Regions from separate parts of the Mus musculus genome. Here region 2 is linked to region 1. Evidence: chromatin contacts called from public HiChIP or PLAC-seq data. All regions are on one chromosome and are shown on one strand. Each heading gives the region's core, a stretch centred on a gene start, on an enhancer-like site or on the middle of the called end of the contact. The rest is flanking DNA. Distances are from core to core; before and after follow the strand shown. Region 1 overlaps Emilin2 (elastin microfibril interfacer 2). Region 2 has its middle 14 kb from the start of Smchd1.

Region 1 (7,678 bases), core at 2,411-4,910:
TGGAGACTTGGGACCAAGGCCCAGCCCCTGCCAAGTTACAACCTTCCTAAATCTCTTAGACAGCAGCCTTAGGAGGCCACGCTAACCCTCCTCATCTATAAAAGAATCAGCCTCTTGGGTGTAGGTCATATTCACTTGTAGCCAGAAGCCCCACTGTCTTCTAACCCCAGGGCCCATATAATCTGGAAGGCAAAGGAAGTGTCTAGAGATGGACTACCCAGGAGTGGGTAGGGGTATCAGGCCTTCATACTCAACAGCTAGATGTCACCATGAAATTAGGGTCCTGAAACAAAAGACCCATTTAAGAGTCTAGCCTTCAAGTATGCCTGGGTCCACCCTGCCCCTTCCATGCTTACTATTTAAATAGTATCCTGATTATAACTCCTAGAATCTTGTTCAGGCCCCAGTGTACTGAGCCAAGCTTCCATTCGCCTGTCTAACAGGGGCAAGCCTAGCTCAAGGGCCTCCTGGAATTTCCTTCATAGTCCCAGCCTGCTCGTAAAGATCACCAGCCTGTGTGAGTGGACAGGGGGGTCCCCACAACCAACGTAGCCAAAGGGAAAGAGTCCCCTCACTCCCAGTCAAAACCCCCAACTCTGGCCCAAACCCTTGAAGCATAGATTAGAAAGGTTGTTTGGAGCAAAGCTTGGCAGCCTGGGATACCTGGCTGCTTTCTTGGAGGTCTGCCAGTGACTTTATCAGAACCAGCGTGACTTAGCCAGAGGGGAACCAGGCTTGGAGTTGTAGAAGGAATGGCTAAAGATTACCAAGAAGATGGCCAGAACCCTCACCCTCCCTGCGAAGGCCATGCCTATATGAGAGCAATGGCTGCTAAAGGCAAGGAGGGGGGAAAAGGCTCGAACCCCACCATGAGCCTCAGAGGGTTGCCACATAGTCCAGACAGAGAATTACCCTTTAAGGGGTAGGAAAAACTCGTGTGTGACTATCAGGAGATGGTCTGGGGACAGGTGAGACACCACAAGCCAGAGGAAGGGCAAGATGGCTGTGCTGTCGGAGCTCCTAGCAGCTCCTTCCACAGTCTCCAGGGTTCCCTAGAATAGGCATGGGTGCTACAGGCACCTTCCAAAGTCCACTGTTTAATTCTGTCTCGGTATGTGAGGCCCCACACACTAACTAGCCTCAGTCCCTTCTGGAGAGAACACAGCCCCCCCCCCTTTTTTGGCTCATCATAAAAACAAGATTCTGAAGGGAGTCCCTGCCTCTGAACATTCATAGAGAAAGCATGCTTGATGGCCGCTAGGGGGCGGATGGAGGAGAGGGGGCTGGGGTGTGACGGGTCATAGCTGGCAAAAAAAAAAAAAAATAATAATAACCATTAAGAATTGAGCGGCAGTTCCAAAAGTATAGTGAGGCCATGTGCTGCCCTCCCACGCTGCAGCCCAAGAATTAGAGGTCTGGTGGCAATCCACTGCCCAGCTTAGGTTCTCCCCAGCCTCCGTGGAGCCAGACAGAATTCCACTGTAGATACTCACCAGTGTTGGGGTTGTATACATCCCCATCGTTCACCAGCACCTTATTGAAGAGAACAACGCCTCCATCGCTGGGAAAAGGCTTCTGGGTAAGACCGGCTGAAAAGGACACCAGAGTGGGCAGCGGCACCCCTAGGGCAGAGAGAAGCCAGAGCATGTGGACCTGCCTATCTTCTGAAAGTCCAGAGACTCCCCTTGGCAGACCAAGGGCTAGTACAGAGAAACTGGACAAATGTGTGAGACACACAAACTGCATACGAAAGCCTCAAAGGGATTGTCTGCGTAGTGTGCCTGCACGCACATGTGCGAGTGCGTGTGTGTGTGTGTGTGTGTGTGTGTGTGTGTGTGTGAGAGAGAGAGAGAGAGAGACAGAGACAGAGAGACAGAGAGAGAGAGAGAGAGAGAGAATGAGAATGGAAGGTGAGGTTGCTGTGCACTGAGAGAGAGAGAGAGAGAGAGAGAGAGAGAGAGAGAGAGAGAGAGAGAGGAGAGAGAGAGAATGAGAATGGAAGGTGAGGCTGCTGTGTGCTGCCTAACTGCATCCATCAGGAGCTGATGCTGGGCCCATAGAGAATCATCTAGGGAGCTGCTGGCTTGTAAGCCAGTAAAACTCATCAGGACCACACAGGGTACAGCCCACCCAGCCTCCCCTTGGGAAACATGAACAGAGACCATGTAGGAGGGAGAATTCCTGCCTCTGAGTCTCTCTAGGGGTTCAGTCCACAGAGACCAAGACCAGGGTGTCTGCTAGGTGTGGAAGGGCCTAGGCTCCAGGCTGTCTACCCATGTCAGCAGCCCCAAGGGAGGAGACAGGAAATGCAGGGCTGAGACCACCAAGGAGAGCAGGGATCCGCATAGACATACCTGGGGTGGTTACAGGAGGTGACTTGGGGTAGCCTGAAAACAAAGAGAGTGGAATGTCAAGTCCTGCACAGATATTTTCCAGACCTCTTTCTCCCTTCCGGGATGGCTGTAGTCCCCAATTCTGGCTATGTCAACCTCACTATTCTCACCCTTCCCTGGGTTTTGTGCTCCTGATACCCACATGTCAAATAAGCAAAAAAGAGGCTCCTCTGAACTCTCGTGCCCTTCGGAAGCTACCTTCCTGAACTTTGTCCCCCAAAGGTGGAACTCCGGACCCACAGAACACACCAACGGGCAAGGCTAGAACAGTCTGCCATCATGTGTCATCTGCAGGGCAGACTTACCTGGTGCCCCTGCATAGCCTTCCGAGCTATGAATGGGCCCCTGCCCCATCTGGCCATCCACTCCCCGAGGCAGGCCCCTTCCGGACACGCCCATCCTGCCTGGAGGCCCCGCCTCTCCAGTCTCCATGATGACGCCACTAGAGCCAGGCAAGAAGGGCAACCCCGTGCGACCAGGCCAGGCAGGCAAAGGTGGTGGCTGCAGGGGCCTCTGGGGCAATACTGGCTGCTGGCCTGTCTGTGGTGGTCCTGCAGGGTCTTCTGGCAGTGGGGTCAGCCGGGGTGGTTCAGTGGGGGCCTCCTCTGAAGGTCTGGTGGATTCTAGGGGAGTCTTCCCAGACGGTCCCTCGGTTGCTTCTGAGGGTTCCTCTGCTAGAAGTGAGAAAGAAAACAATGTTCAAATGTCTCCAGGTCCCCTGTGTAAGGCTTCCATGACCTTTGATCAGTGTCACTTGGTCGACTACAAATGGCTGTGCCTGTGTAGCTGAGGCGCTCTCTCCAATGGGACATAAACAGTACTAGAGCCTGGGACAGTTTGCCTGGCATCTTCTGAAGGAACTCCAGCCAAGCTGCCACTGACTACCCACGGAGAGCTGGGAAGACAGCAGGGGCCACCTCGAGGTAGATGGCAACACTCCAAAACAGTGCGATTCAGGCTCCAATACACGTGTCCTTTCAACGCATACTCTTGTCATGGATGAGTCACATTACCACGAGGCTAATGCCACCACTACTACAACCTCTAAAGCAAGCTAGCCTCAGCGTCAGGCCACTGGCCTCACCGCTGGCTTGTGAAGAAGGGCTGTCATGAAGACCCCTTGACTTCCCCATCAGGTGTCAGGAACCTTGGTTGCCCCTACAAAGACCCCAAAGAAACACCACACTTTCAGATCACCAGTGGAGCAATCTCCTGTTTCGGGTGTTTCTGCCTGTCTGAGGTGGCCACCACAGTGACTCAGCCAAGAGCTGCCACCCTTTCCTTCCTCTGAATACATTCCTGGAACTAGCATTCTAAAGACCCCTTGCTACGTGCTCACAAGACATCTGAAAACATACTGCTCGCGAATGCAGAGAGCACCTTCCTCTTTCATTAGTCTGGTGCCTCATATGTCCCAGGACATAGAGCTGGACCATGTGAGGCTCCATCAGCCACTGCATTTTGGCCCACTGTCTAGAGTTGCTTTAAAGTTCTATAAAATATATATTGTACATGAAATACGTGCCCTCCTTCCACCCAAGAGCCGATGATCAAAACGTCCTCCCGAAAAGTTATTTCTCAGCCGTTTTCTGATCAATTTTCAGAATAGGCTCCACAGAAAATAATTCCAGTAGTCTCCATGTCAGTTCTCCTAAGGGAAACATCTGGATGACCCCGATGTGGGTGCAGGCAGTAAGCAGATGTGATGGAATGAGCAAGGCAGGAGGGTCACAGGTTCTAGGCCAGCCTGTGCCTGCATTCCACAGAAACAAGGGATGAAGCCATGAAAACAGAGTTGAGGGTCTTTCACAGGACAAAGGTTAAAGGTTATCCTGGAATGTGGGGAAGACAGAGATGGAAAGCCCTGTGCCTGCAGGCACGTCCAGAGAAAGACCAGCCCAGGGCTACCAGGAAGCAAGGAAGTTCCAGAAGAAAATGTGCTAATATTTTAAACACAGAACTGAAAAGAACTTGGATATATTTTATAATATAGAAAATTATGTTGAGGGGCTGTTGGCAGTTGATGGCACAGTTTCCTCACATATGAAATCTATTTCCATTTTTTCCTATATGTGATGTGCATGGATGCATCCTCTGTATGTGGTACCTTTGTGTAAACAAAGTAGAAGCTGGAGGTTAATATTGAACCAGCCTCAGTGGCTCCCCATTCCTCGCGGGGGCAGGTTCTCTCGATCAAACTTTGTGCACACTGATAGAGCTCGTCTTGCTAGCCAGCTTGCTCTGGGGATAGATATCCTGTCTCTACCATCTGAGGCTAGAATTACAGGCATTTATAAGAGTTCTGGGTCTTCACTAGTCTTTGCCCATACTTGGCACTTCTGAGCCTTTTCCTCAACCCCTTGTGAATATGGACTTTTTTTTTTCCCCTGAAAGGTCATAAGCCAATTGTGGTGGTGCCTGCCTTTAACTCCAGCACTCAAGAGGGAGAGGCAGGAGGACCTCTGTGAGTTCAAGGCCTGCCTGGTGAACAGTCAGGTTTAGGCAACATGGTGAGACCCTATCTCAAAAACAGAAACAGGATGTGAAATCAGGAGGGGAGAGACTTTTCTGGGAAATGGGTAAGATGGGAGAGAGAAGAAATGAAGGAGGTGGGTTTCTTAAAGGCACAGAGCATTTTGGAAGATGGCTCCATGGGTAATGTGTTTTGCCAAGCAAGCATGAGAACCTGAGCCCTACCCCTAGTGCCTCCGTGAAAAGCCAGTTACGCAGGCACTCACTTGATACGTGTGTGCATTCATGTGGACAAACACTCATATACCTAAAATAAAAATCTTAGGGCTGGAATGATGGTTCGGCGTTGCAAACACTGGCTACTCTGGAAGACCCAAGTGCAATTCCAACATGCACATGACAGCTCACAACTCTGAGTCCCAGGGATTTGATACCTTCTGTCACCTTCAGGCACCGTGTGTGTGTGTGTGTGTGTGTGTGTGTGTGTGTGTGTGTGTGTGTCTGTGTGTGTGTGTGTGCGTGTGTGTGTGTGTATTGTACAGACATCCATGCAGGCAAAACACCCATACACAAAACCATCTTTAAGAAAGGTAGGAAGTGACAAAGACATTTGGCCTTGACCTCCACCCTCGACACGTGAAGGTGTGTACAAGTGTACACATAAAAACCTTAAAACAAGGGAAGAAGGAATGGAGGGTAAGGGGAGGTGAGAGGTCTAAGAGCATTGCGCAGTCATATGAAAATGCCATGGGACATTCTGGATAATTCATATGCACTAGTCAAAAATCTGGTTTTCTACGGCCTATAAACCCAAACCTCACCTCCTCTGCTATCCAGTTCCCACTCCAGCGCTGGTGACAAGCTCTTCCCTGAGTCTCCCTGACTTGGCTTTGCTGTGCTGTGTCTACCCCTGAAACCACCCATTCAGCACCCATCCTTGCTGTCAGTCTGGTTCAAACACCACCTCCTCTGGGAAGCCCTCTGAGATCTGCCCAAAGGGGCTTAAGCAGTCTTGCTTCTGCAGCATGAAGCAGTTTGGACCCTCTGTGATTTCATCTATCGTCCATCTACAGCTGGATGGTGTGCCCACCTTCACCATCTCTGGTCCCCAGGACTTAGCATAGGGCCTGGCATGTGACACGGAGACAGAGGCTGTGATGGTTTCTATGATCCAGCCAGGATACCAGGAACCCTAATTCTATCCCCCCAAACCATTGCCACTCTAGGGATCTACTTGTACTGCTTCAGGGCGCAGAACCATGAGAATTCTAAGTCATTTCTCTCAACACCAGGCTAATCAAGAAATCGAGAACTTAAAATCCCGTTTGAACACAGAAGTCGGGGCTCCAGGGATGAGCAGAGCTGCGGTCAAGCTAGACAACAGTGAGAAGGCTGGGCCTGACTCGGCTTGGGGCCCAGGCCCAGCCTCTCCCTGCTCAACTTGGGCTCCGCCCAGTGTCATAGGGCGTTTCCACAGATTATTTATTACTGAGTCCCAAGCAAGCAGAGCAGCGCTCAGTTCAGTCTAAGGGAGAGATTTCCCCCCGAAGGCACACATCTCTCACCCAGAAAGTGAATCTCTCACCTGAGGAGTGAATGACTGCCAGGCCCAGCTGCCCGGGGTTTGGGAGTGGGGGTGAGGGGGGATGGCCACCAGGAAGAGAGAGGAGTGAGTGAGAAGGAGGAAAAAGGAGGAAGGAGGAAGAGGAAGAGGAAGAGGAAGAGGAGAGGAGAGAATGAGGAGAAAGACAAGAGTAAGGAGGAGGAGGAAGGAGAAGAGAGGAGGAAGAGAGAGGAAAGAGGAGGAGAGAGGAAGAAGGAAGAGAGGAGGGAGGAGGAAGAAGAGGAGGAGGAGGAGGTGGTAGTGGTTGTCTCACTCCCTGGGTGACCCTGCCCTGTCTTCCAAAGCTCTGATTAAGTTTCACTGTGGCATCTCATGCCTATCATCCCAGTACTTGGGAAGCTGAGGCAGGAGGATTGCTATGAGTGTGAGGCCAGTATGAGTCATAATGACCTCCAAGTCAGCTGGAGAATACAGAAGAAAACTATCTCAAACTAAGGGGAGTAGGGGAGCCAGTTAAAAGCCAGTGTCAACTTCACTAAAACAAGACTCCTGCCGAGGCTGGAGTGCTACAGCGGATGTCTCCATCTGAGCTGACCCCCTCCAGCCATCCACAGGAGTTAGGCTTTTACCTGCTGTCTCAGTATCCCAGGGCTAGAGGGGCTGAGTTCCTGGCAGGAGGATGCTGTGTCCCTGGCAGCTAGATGGTGCCTAGTCACAGAAAGACTACATGAAGGCCACCCTCATGGTTACTGTTAAAGTCCGCCTTCCAGGGTTCCCGGTCTGGCTGTGGGAAGCCAGGGAACGCTCCCTAGTGGTCAGCCTCTGCAGTGCCCCCTCCTGTCACCCAGGCAAAATCCAACCTGGTGCTGACTGTAGCAAAGGCATGAATGCCAAATGGGGTCCATCAGAAGACTAGTGGGAATACCTGGTTTCCTTGTGTCTAGCATTTGCTCAAGAACAGGGGGCAAGGGGGGGGGTGCAGAGAGAGTGTTAGCATTTTGTCTAAGCTCCGCCCCATAGTTACCTGGCAATAGCCAGGTGTGCCTGACTCACTATAAAAGAGGCTGCTCATTCCTTCTGCTCTCTCTTGCTCTTGCTTTCTTGCTCTCACCCTGTCCTCTTGCCCCTTCTCCCATCCCATTCCCTTCCACCCTCTCTTTCCACATGCTCATGGCCTTCCTCTGCTTCTCTACTTCTCTACTTTCAACTCCCCTCCCCACGCCCTGAATAAACTGTCTTCTATTCTATA
Region 2 (7,678 bases), core at 2,858-5,357, 230 kb after region 1:
TCTCAGGTAGCTGCACTCATCCGCACATTATTTCAGATGCTGTCCCATGGCAGCAGAAAGAAAGCAGTACCCCTCTGCGGTCTGAGTTGTTTCTCGTCTAGGTTTCGGTTTCCTAAAAGAGAAGTCCTGCTTTCTGTGAAAACAAGCTGGTTCTCACAGGACTGTGGCAGTGAATACAGCATCTCCGGAAGCCAAATACACAATACCTGTGCACGTCATTTAGTTACGCATGGCTACAGGAAATATGAGAGGTGAACAGTCTCCTTTCCGGCATTCCTCAAAGACTGTACGTTTTATTAGAGTTAAATGAGCCCACACCGAGTGGAGCTTTGCCAAGCTCAGGCCAGTTCCCCTTTTAGCCATCCTCTAGCTTGAAGTGACTGCAGCTCTTCTAAGCGCCCCTCGACTGACTGTCTCCTTGGACTTAGCTCCTAACACTTCTGAAAGGTGATCTCAGTTAGGCTTTTCTAGAGGACATGGTTACAAGAGAGCCAACCATCTCCATCCTTGGTAACACACAGAAAGGCCCACCTGGAAAGGCAAGCTACCCAGAAAAAAGCAGAGCTACTCTGAGTTTTTATGCTTCCCCCAAGCCCCTTTCGGTTTTAGAACAACTGTTTCCTGCTTCGACAGCAGCTGGGTGTGTCCCTCCTCCTGTTTGTGAACTCAACCTAAAAAAAGAGAAAAAAAGAAACAGTTGACCTTAAATAGCATATTGTTTCAGCTTTGCAAGTCTAAAACCTAAATGCTGCTTCCGACTCAAAGCTGCATTCCTTAACGTTCATTGCTTCAAAACCAAGTACAGAATGAAGAGAGGATAGAGGGCTCTTAAAGGTGTAATTGTCTTGCTCTCTCCCCTTTGCCCCCCAAGCCTCTAAATTTCTCCCAGAAGAGAGCTGTGAAGTGTGAAACAGCCAGAGGGGGTGGGAGGAAAACTTTGCCTTAGATGTTTAACAGCTCTGGACGTCATCAGGCGCCACACAAGTCAGAGCTCCCAGTTCCCTCTGCCCTGCATGCATTTTTCATGGAGTGCCGCTTCCGGAGCTACAGCCCCACTTGGCTTTTCTGTAGCTCTTTAGCCCACATGACCATGCCCCCAAACAGCACCCTGGACTCTAACCAGGACTGAGAAAACTTTGTTTTTTGTTTTTTTTGGTTTTTTTGTTGTTTTGTTTTTTCAAGCCAGGGTTTCTCTGTGTAGTCCTGGCTGTCCTGGAACTCACTTTGTAGACCAAGCTGGCCTCGAACTCAGAAATCCACCTGCCTCTGCCTTCCAAGTGCTGGGATTAAAGGCGTGTGCCACCACTGCTCGGTGAGAAAACTTTGATAATGGTGATAAATGCTGTTTTCCTTTGGGCATGGAAGCATGATTCTAACCAAACATAATGAAGGCTAGTCTGCATTTGTACCAAAATGACTAGTTCCTTGGTTGGTCAATTTGCAGGAGACCTTATAACAAGGCCTTCTTCTCTTGACCTTATTAAGATATTCCTTCATCAGTTATTCATAAGTTCAATGACAAATATGGTTTGGTATATGGTCTTTCCTATGGCTACTGAGGTTTATTTATTTTAAATTAATTTTTAAAAGGTTTATTTTATGTGCATTGGTGTTTTGCCTGTGTATGTGAGTGTGAGGGTGCCAGATCCGTTGGAACTGGAGTTACAGACAGTGGTAAACTACATGTAGGTTGGGAACCCAGGTTCCCTGGAAAACACACCAGTGCTCTTAACCACTGAGCCATCTCTCCAGTCTCCAATTTTCATTAATTTTTATTTGTGTGTGTGTGTGCTGTGTGTGTGTGTGTGTGTTTTGTATGCACACATGTAGGTATGCATGTAGGTGTCCATAGAGGCCAGAGGAGGGATTTGTATTCACTGGGGCTGAAGTTACAAGCAGTTGTGAAAACTCCCTGTATGTTTGCTCTTAACTTGAGCCAGCTTTCCATACCATTTTATTAGTTTGTTTGGTTTTGGTTTTTCAAGATAAGATTTCTCTGTATAGCCCTAGTTGTCCAGAAACTAGTTCTACTAAGGCTGGCCTTGAACTCACAGAGATCTGCCTGCCTCTACCTCCCAAGTGCTATGTATGTATGTATGTATGTATGTATGTATGTATTGAAGTGAAATTTTACTGCATTGCTCTAGTTGTTCTTAAACGTCTGAATTTAAACCGAGTAATCCTGTGCTTCCCAAGTTTGGGCTAGAGATGAGCTAGCTTTGAAGCGGTCTTGATTATTAGATGTCTTCTACTTGATTAAATCCCCCAGTTCCTTCTCTTCTTCTCTTTTACCACCACCCCCCCCCACCTTTTTTAATCCTTATTTGGCCCAGGCAGGCTTCAAATTAACCATGTAGCCCAGATTACCATTGAATTCATTGCCCTTATAGTGCTGAGACTTCAGGTGGATGCAACCATACCTAATATCTTAGTTACTTTTCTATTGCTGTGATAAGGCACCAAGAACAAGGCAACTGTAGAAGAAAATGTTTGATTTGGGGCTTAAATTTTCAGGGGACGAGTCAGTCCATGACTATCATGGCAGGGAACATGGAAACAGGTAGGCAAGACTGGCACTGGAGCAGTAGCTGAGAGCTCACATCTTGAGACACAACTGGGAATCATGTGAGCTTTTGAAACTTCAAAGCCCACATCCAGTAATACACCTCCTAATTCTTCTCAGTCAGTTCCGCCAATGGCGTGTGTGTGTGTGTGTGTGTGTGTGCGTGCGTGCGTGTGTGCCTGTCTGTGTGCGTGTGTGTGTGTGTGCGTGTGTGCGTGTGTGTATGTGCGTGTGTGCGCGCGCATGCGTGTGTGTGTGTGTGTGTGTGTGTGTGTGTGTGCAAAATGTTCAAGTATATGAGCCTTTGGGGGCAGGCTCATTCTCATTCAAACCATCACACCCATCTTATGGGTGTTGGGGATCAAACAGGGTTTCAAGCATGCCAGGCAAGTACTCTATAACTAGGCCACACCCCTATCCCCTAGTCCCTTTCTTTGCCATGGATGGAAATTTTCTTCTAGACATCCCATCTGTAGTTTTTAGTCTATGATTCACCTCCCAATAACCCCGCAGGTTGTGAGCTTCTGGACTTGTTTTGTTTTTTGTTAAGATTTATTTATTTATTTTATGTATATGAGTATACCATTGCTCTCTTCAGACACACCAGAAGAGGGCATCAGATCCCATTACAGATGGTTGTGAGCCACCATGTGGTTGCTGGGAATCGAACTCAGGACCTCTGGAAGAGCAGTCGGTGCTCTTAACTGCTGAGCCATCTCTCCAGCCCCCTGGACTTGTTTTATCTATGACTTGCTCCCACCCCCTACTCCCTGTTTGGCCCCTTCCATCCCTGTGTCACCTGGTATGCCAGGATTAGCCATTTCCCCTTCTCTTAGTCAACTCCAGGTCTAGCCTAACTCAATCCAACATCTTTTCCTTCTCTCCTGAAAATTAAACATTCAAGAGAACACTTTTCTGCATTTCTTTCATGATGGAAAGAATGAAGGTGTTGGGGAAGAAATGATCTGGAATTCTTTTCCTGTCTTCTAAACTTGAACTTACTCCTGAATGCCGTGTGGCAGAAGCTAAGTCACCTCGTGATAAAAACAGTAGGAAGGCACCAGGTATAGCCTACATGGCCATTGTCACTCTAGTGACATACTTCCACCAACCAGGTGTCACCTAAAGCTTCCATCACCTTCCCACACAGCACCATCAGCTGGGGACCAAGCATTCAACACATGATCCTCCAAGGGGACATTTCACATTCAAAGCCGACGCACTCCAAAGATGCTGAATAAACCAGGTTTGGTGTTATATGCCTGTGATCCCAGCAGTCTGGAGGAGGAGGTAGGAGGCAATTCAGGGTCTGAGTGTACTACGAGAAGATACTTTTCTACCTGTGACGCTGAAGAGACACCGTAACCATGGTAACCCTTATAGAGAAAAACATTTAATTGGGCCTGGCTGAGTTTCAGAGGTTGAGTCCATTATCATCATGACAGGAAGCATGACAGCATCCAGGCAGACACGGCTCTGGAAAAGGAACTGAGAGTTCTACAACTTGATCTCCACAAAGCAGAAGTAGACTGTCTGCCACACTGGGTGTAGTTTGGGCATAGGGAAACCTCAAAGCCTGCTCCCAGAGTGACACACTTCCTCCAACAAGGCCATACCTACTCCCACAAGGCCATGCCTGCTGATAGTGCCACTCCCTGTAGGCCGAGCATTCAAAGACATGAGTCTACGGGGGCCATACCTATTCAAATCACCACAGTAATAAAGGATTTGTTTTCCTAATAAAGGATTCGTTCATCCCTCTGGTAGCACACTGCTGTTTGAGTCTTTTGTGTGCATGTTTGTGTTCATGCACGTGTGTGCAGGCACATGGAGGTCAGAGGCCCACTGGAGGTATCTTCCTTTATCTCTCTTCATCAGATTTTCTGAAACAGGGTTTCTCCTGGATCTGTCGCTCACAGATGAGCTATGTGGACTAGCCAATCAGCTCCAGGATCCACTTGTCTGTCCAAACCCCCAGCACTGGGGTTAGAGACACCCCACCATGCCTGGCTTTTTATGAGGGTGCTAGGGATCTGAACTCAGGTCGTCGTGCCTACACAACAAATATTTTACACATCTGCTTAATCTCCTGTGGTTTGTATTTTCTTGATTTGTTTTGCTTTTTGAGATAGGGTCTCACTATATAGTCCAGGCTGGACTGAAACTGGGGGATATCCTCCTGTACCAGCCTTTGGGGTGCTGGAATCACAGATATGTACAACTGGCTATATTCTTTTTAAAGATAGAGAACCCCCAATGTTCTCCAAGATGGCCTTGTTTTTAAAAAAAAAGTTTTATTTTTGTGTGTATGAATGTTTGCACTGCATTTATGTAAGTGTACCATGTGTGCACAGTGCCTGTGGAGACCTAAAGTCGGTGTCAGATCCCGTGGAACTGCAGTTACAGATGGTTGTGAGTCACCATGGGAAGGCTGTGAACTGAACCAGAGTTCTCTGCAAGAGGAGCCAGTGCCCTTAACCACTGAGCTCTCTCTCCAGCCCCATGAGGTGGCCTCTTTGGCTCCTGAACAGGCTGTGTTTTCGTCCTTTCTCAGGAGAGATCACCTAACTCTTCCCTTCCCTCAATGAGCCGTTACAGGCTACTTTCTCTAGTTGTATTTTAACCCTGCTAGGCTCTAGTGGGTGAAGTGGCTTGCTTTAAAGCTTATCTCTCTCTTTCATTCCGAGGCTGGAGAGTCTATGAAGGATAAGCAGCTCCAGGGTTACAGACTTTCACAGCCTTGGCACATCCTGTTCTCCACCCACCCACTCACCCAACCACCCATCCACCCACCGACCCACACACTCAGCCATTTTACCAGCCCACATTTACTCTTATCTTCCTGTCCCATGACACCGTACCCTGGGTTAGTGTTATGTTCCTTGGCGACGTGAGAGCTAAAGTTGCATAACATTTAGTTTCTTTTGCTTTGTTCATGTCACCATTTTGCTCAATTCAGCTTCTTGGACAAGGGTTTGATTTCTAGAATACTTGGCAGAACTGCTTTGCTCCTTCCACTGCTACGTGGTTTCTGGAGATCAAACTCAGGTTACCAGACTTGGAGAGCAGCACCTTTGACCCACTGAACCAGCTCACTAGCCCCGAGGCCTCACTAAAATATTTACCTAAGACTGAGAAGCAGAAAAGCTGCTCTAAGTTCTCTGGGATTCAGGTTATTTACCTTCAGTCTAAATTCTCTCCAGGCCGCCTTTGCATACACACACACACACACACACACACACACACACACACACACACACACGTGCAAGTGTAAGACAGGATCCCAGGCTGGCCTCAAACTTCAGATCTTGGCTACCTTAGCCACCCAAATTCTGGGATGACAAGCATGTAGTATCACTCCCAGATTTTAAGACTTTTATCCTAGAGAAGTTTAATTTTTATTTATTTATTTTTACTTTCTTTTATTTCTTTTTTGGATACATTTTAAAAAGTAGAATACTTAGTCCCAGCTACTTGGAGACTGAAGTGGAAAGCTGAGATCACTAAACTTGAGACCAGCATGGACAGTATAGGGTGACTCCACCTCAGAGAGAAAACAAAAAAGCTGGGCATATCTATCTATCTATCTATCTATCTATCTATCTATCTATCTATCTATCTATCTATCTATTGCTTAGAATCTATAATCTTAGCTCATAGGAGGTTGAGACAGGAAGTCAGCCATGAGTTGCCAGACCCATCCCTCAAAAACAAACCAACAGAGCTGAAGAGATGGCTCCGGGGGACCCAGATTTGATTCACAGCAAGGGTAAGGTGGCTAAAATCCATCTGCAATTCCAAGGATCCAATATCCTCTGGTCTCTGTGGACATAGGCATGTATGTGGGTCAGACATACATGCAGGCAAAAACTTATACACATTATTAATAATAATAAACAACTAATCCAAGCAAACCCAAGTGTTAAATCTAGCAGCAGAGAGCCATACCATGACTCTAAATTCCATAAATTTCATAAATGGTATTTATTCTAGGGATGTTTTGTTTTTCAGACAGAACTTCAAATTGAATTCAGGGTCTAGGGAAGTGCTTATCCACTGAGTTACAGCCCCAGGCTGAGAAAGTGATCATATGGAAATATTTAGAAAAAAGTCACAATCCATGTCCTAGAATCCCTACAAGTTATTTGATAAAATTTAACCATCAGCCGGACGTGGTGGTGCACGCCTTTAATCCCAGCACTCGGGAGGCAGAGGCAGGCAGATTTCTGAGTTCAAGGCCAGCCAGGGCTACAGAGAGAAACCCTGTCTCGAAAAACAAAAAAATAAAAAATTAAAATATAAATAAATAAATAAACAAACAAACAAACAAATAAATAAATAAAACTTAACAGTCAAGCCGGGTATGGTGGTTTATGCCTTTAATCCTAGCACTCAGGAGGCAGAGGCAGATCTCCCTCTGTGAGTTTCAGGCCAGCCTGGTCTACAAAGAGAGTTTCAGAACAAGCAGAGCTGTTAAACAAAGAAACCTTGTCTCCAAAAATCAAACAAATCAAAAACAAACAAACAAAAAAAAACCCAAACCAAACCAAACCAAACCAAACCAAACCAAAAAACAGTAAAGGAAAAAGAAGGGATACTTTTGAAACTTGTTAAATGTTAAGCAAAAGCTGTTATTCTCATTTCTTTATCTATGTACACGGAACTTTGTGCCTGTGGCTCAGGGACTCTTTAGCCCTAGATAATTAGTGATGAGGAGTGATGGTTTACTGAGTGTCTTTCTGCCCTGCGCCTCCCTTTTCCCTTTAGTTCTGATGGGGTCTCATGATCCTTTTACATCAGTTGCCAGAAGGGTGGATCATGCAGTACCATGCCCGACTTCTTTCTCTTTTAATTAATGTTTTGCTTTTGCGGGGCTGGTAATAGCTGTCTTGCCTAGCATCTAACAGGCTTTGAGTTTGGTCTCCATAACACATAATTTGGACATGGAGACAAAGTGTAATCGCATACTTGGAAGGTGGAAGTGGGAGGGTTAGAAGTTCAAGGCCATCCTCAGCTATGTGGGTAGTTTGAGGCCAACCTGGGCTAGACTTTGCTGTTAACCTGCTATGTATCTCCGGGTGGGCAGGACCGCCAGACCTTCAGCTCTCAGCATCC

The links. HiChIP or PLAC-seq counts read pairs in DNA pulled down with a chosen protein or histone mark.
Region 2: a contact with region 1 is called in an H3K27ac HiChIP or PLAC-seq map of the HPC-7 cell line, with 10 times the contacts expected there. The contact joins two enhancer-like sites. A contact is called at or near these places in 6 of 39 promoter capture datasets (the 3T3-L1 cell line, the HPC-7 cell line, hematopoietic stem and progenitor cells and 2 more), 4 of 484 Hi-C or Micro-C datasets (brown adipocytes, granulocyte-monocyte progenitors and nephron progenitors), 4 of 115 datasets of contacts at active chromatin or transcription factors (the HPC-7 cell line, effector CD8 T cells, fetal liver and 1 more) and 1 of 9 other capture datasets (liver).

Annotation. Positions count from the first base shown.
Region 1 is chr17:71,253,626-71,261,303 of GRCm38.p6, forward strand. It overlaps Emilin2 (elastin microfibril interfacer 2), which reads right to left. Exons shown (of 8, transcript NM_145158.4): 5 at 2,699-3,067; 6 at 2,355-2,387; 7 at 1,494-1,622. Among named protein-coding and RNA genes, the nearest start is that of Emilin2, 54 kb to the right of the region's middle. Within about 2 kb of position 3,661, at least 106 of the 459 cell types and tissues checked have an H3K27ac peak or open chromatin away from gene starts, as enhancers often do. A contact at or near this core is called in the HPC-7 cell line, granulocyte-monocyte progenitors and hematopoietic stem and progenitor cells, where this site is marked.
Region 2 is chr17:71,485,789-71,493,466 of GRCm38.p6, forward strand. No RefSeq gene overlaps it. Among named protein-coding and RNA genes, the nearest start is that of Smchd1, 14 kb to the left of the region's middle. Within about 2 kb of position 4,108, at least 57 of the 459 cell types and tissues checked have an H3K27ac peak or open chromatin away from gene starts, as enhancers often do. A contact at or near this core is called in the HPC-7 cell line, granulocyte-monocyte progenitors and hematopoietic stem and progenitor cells, where this site is marked.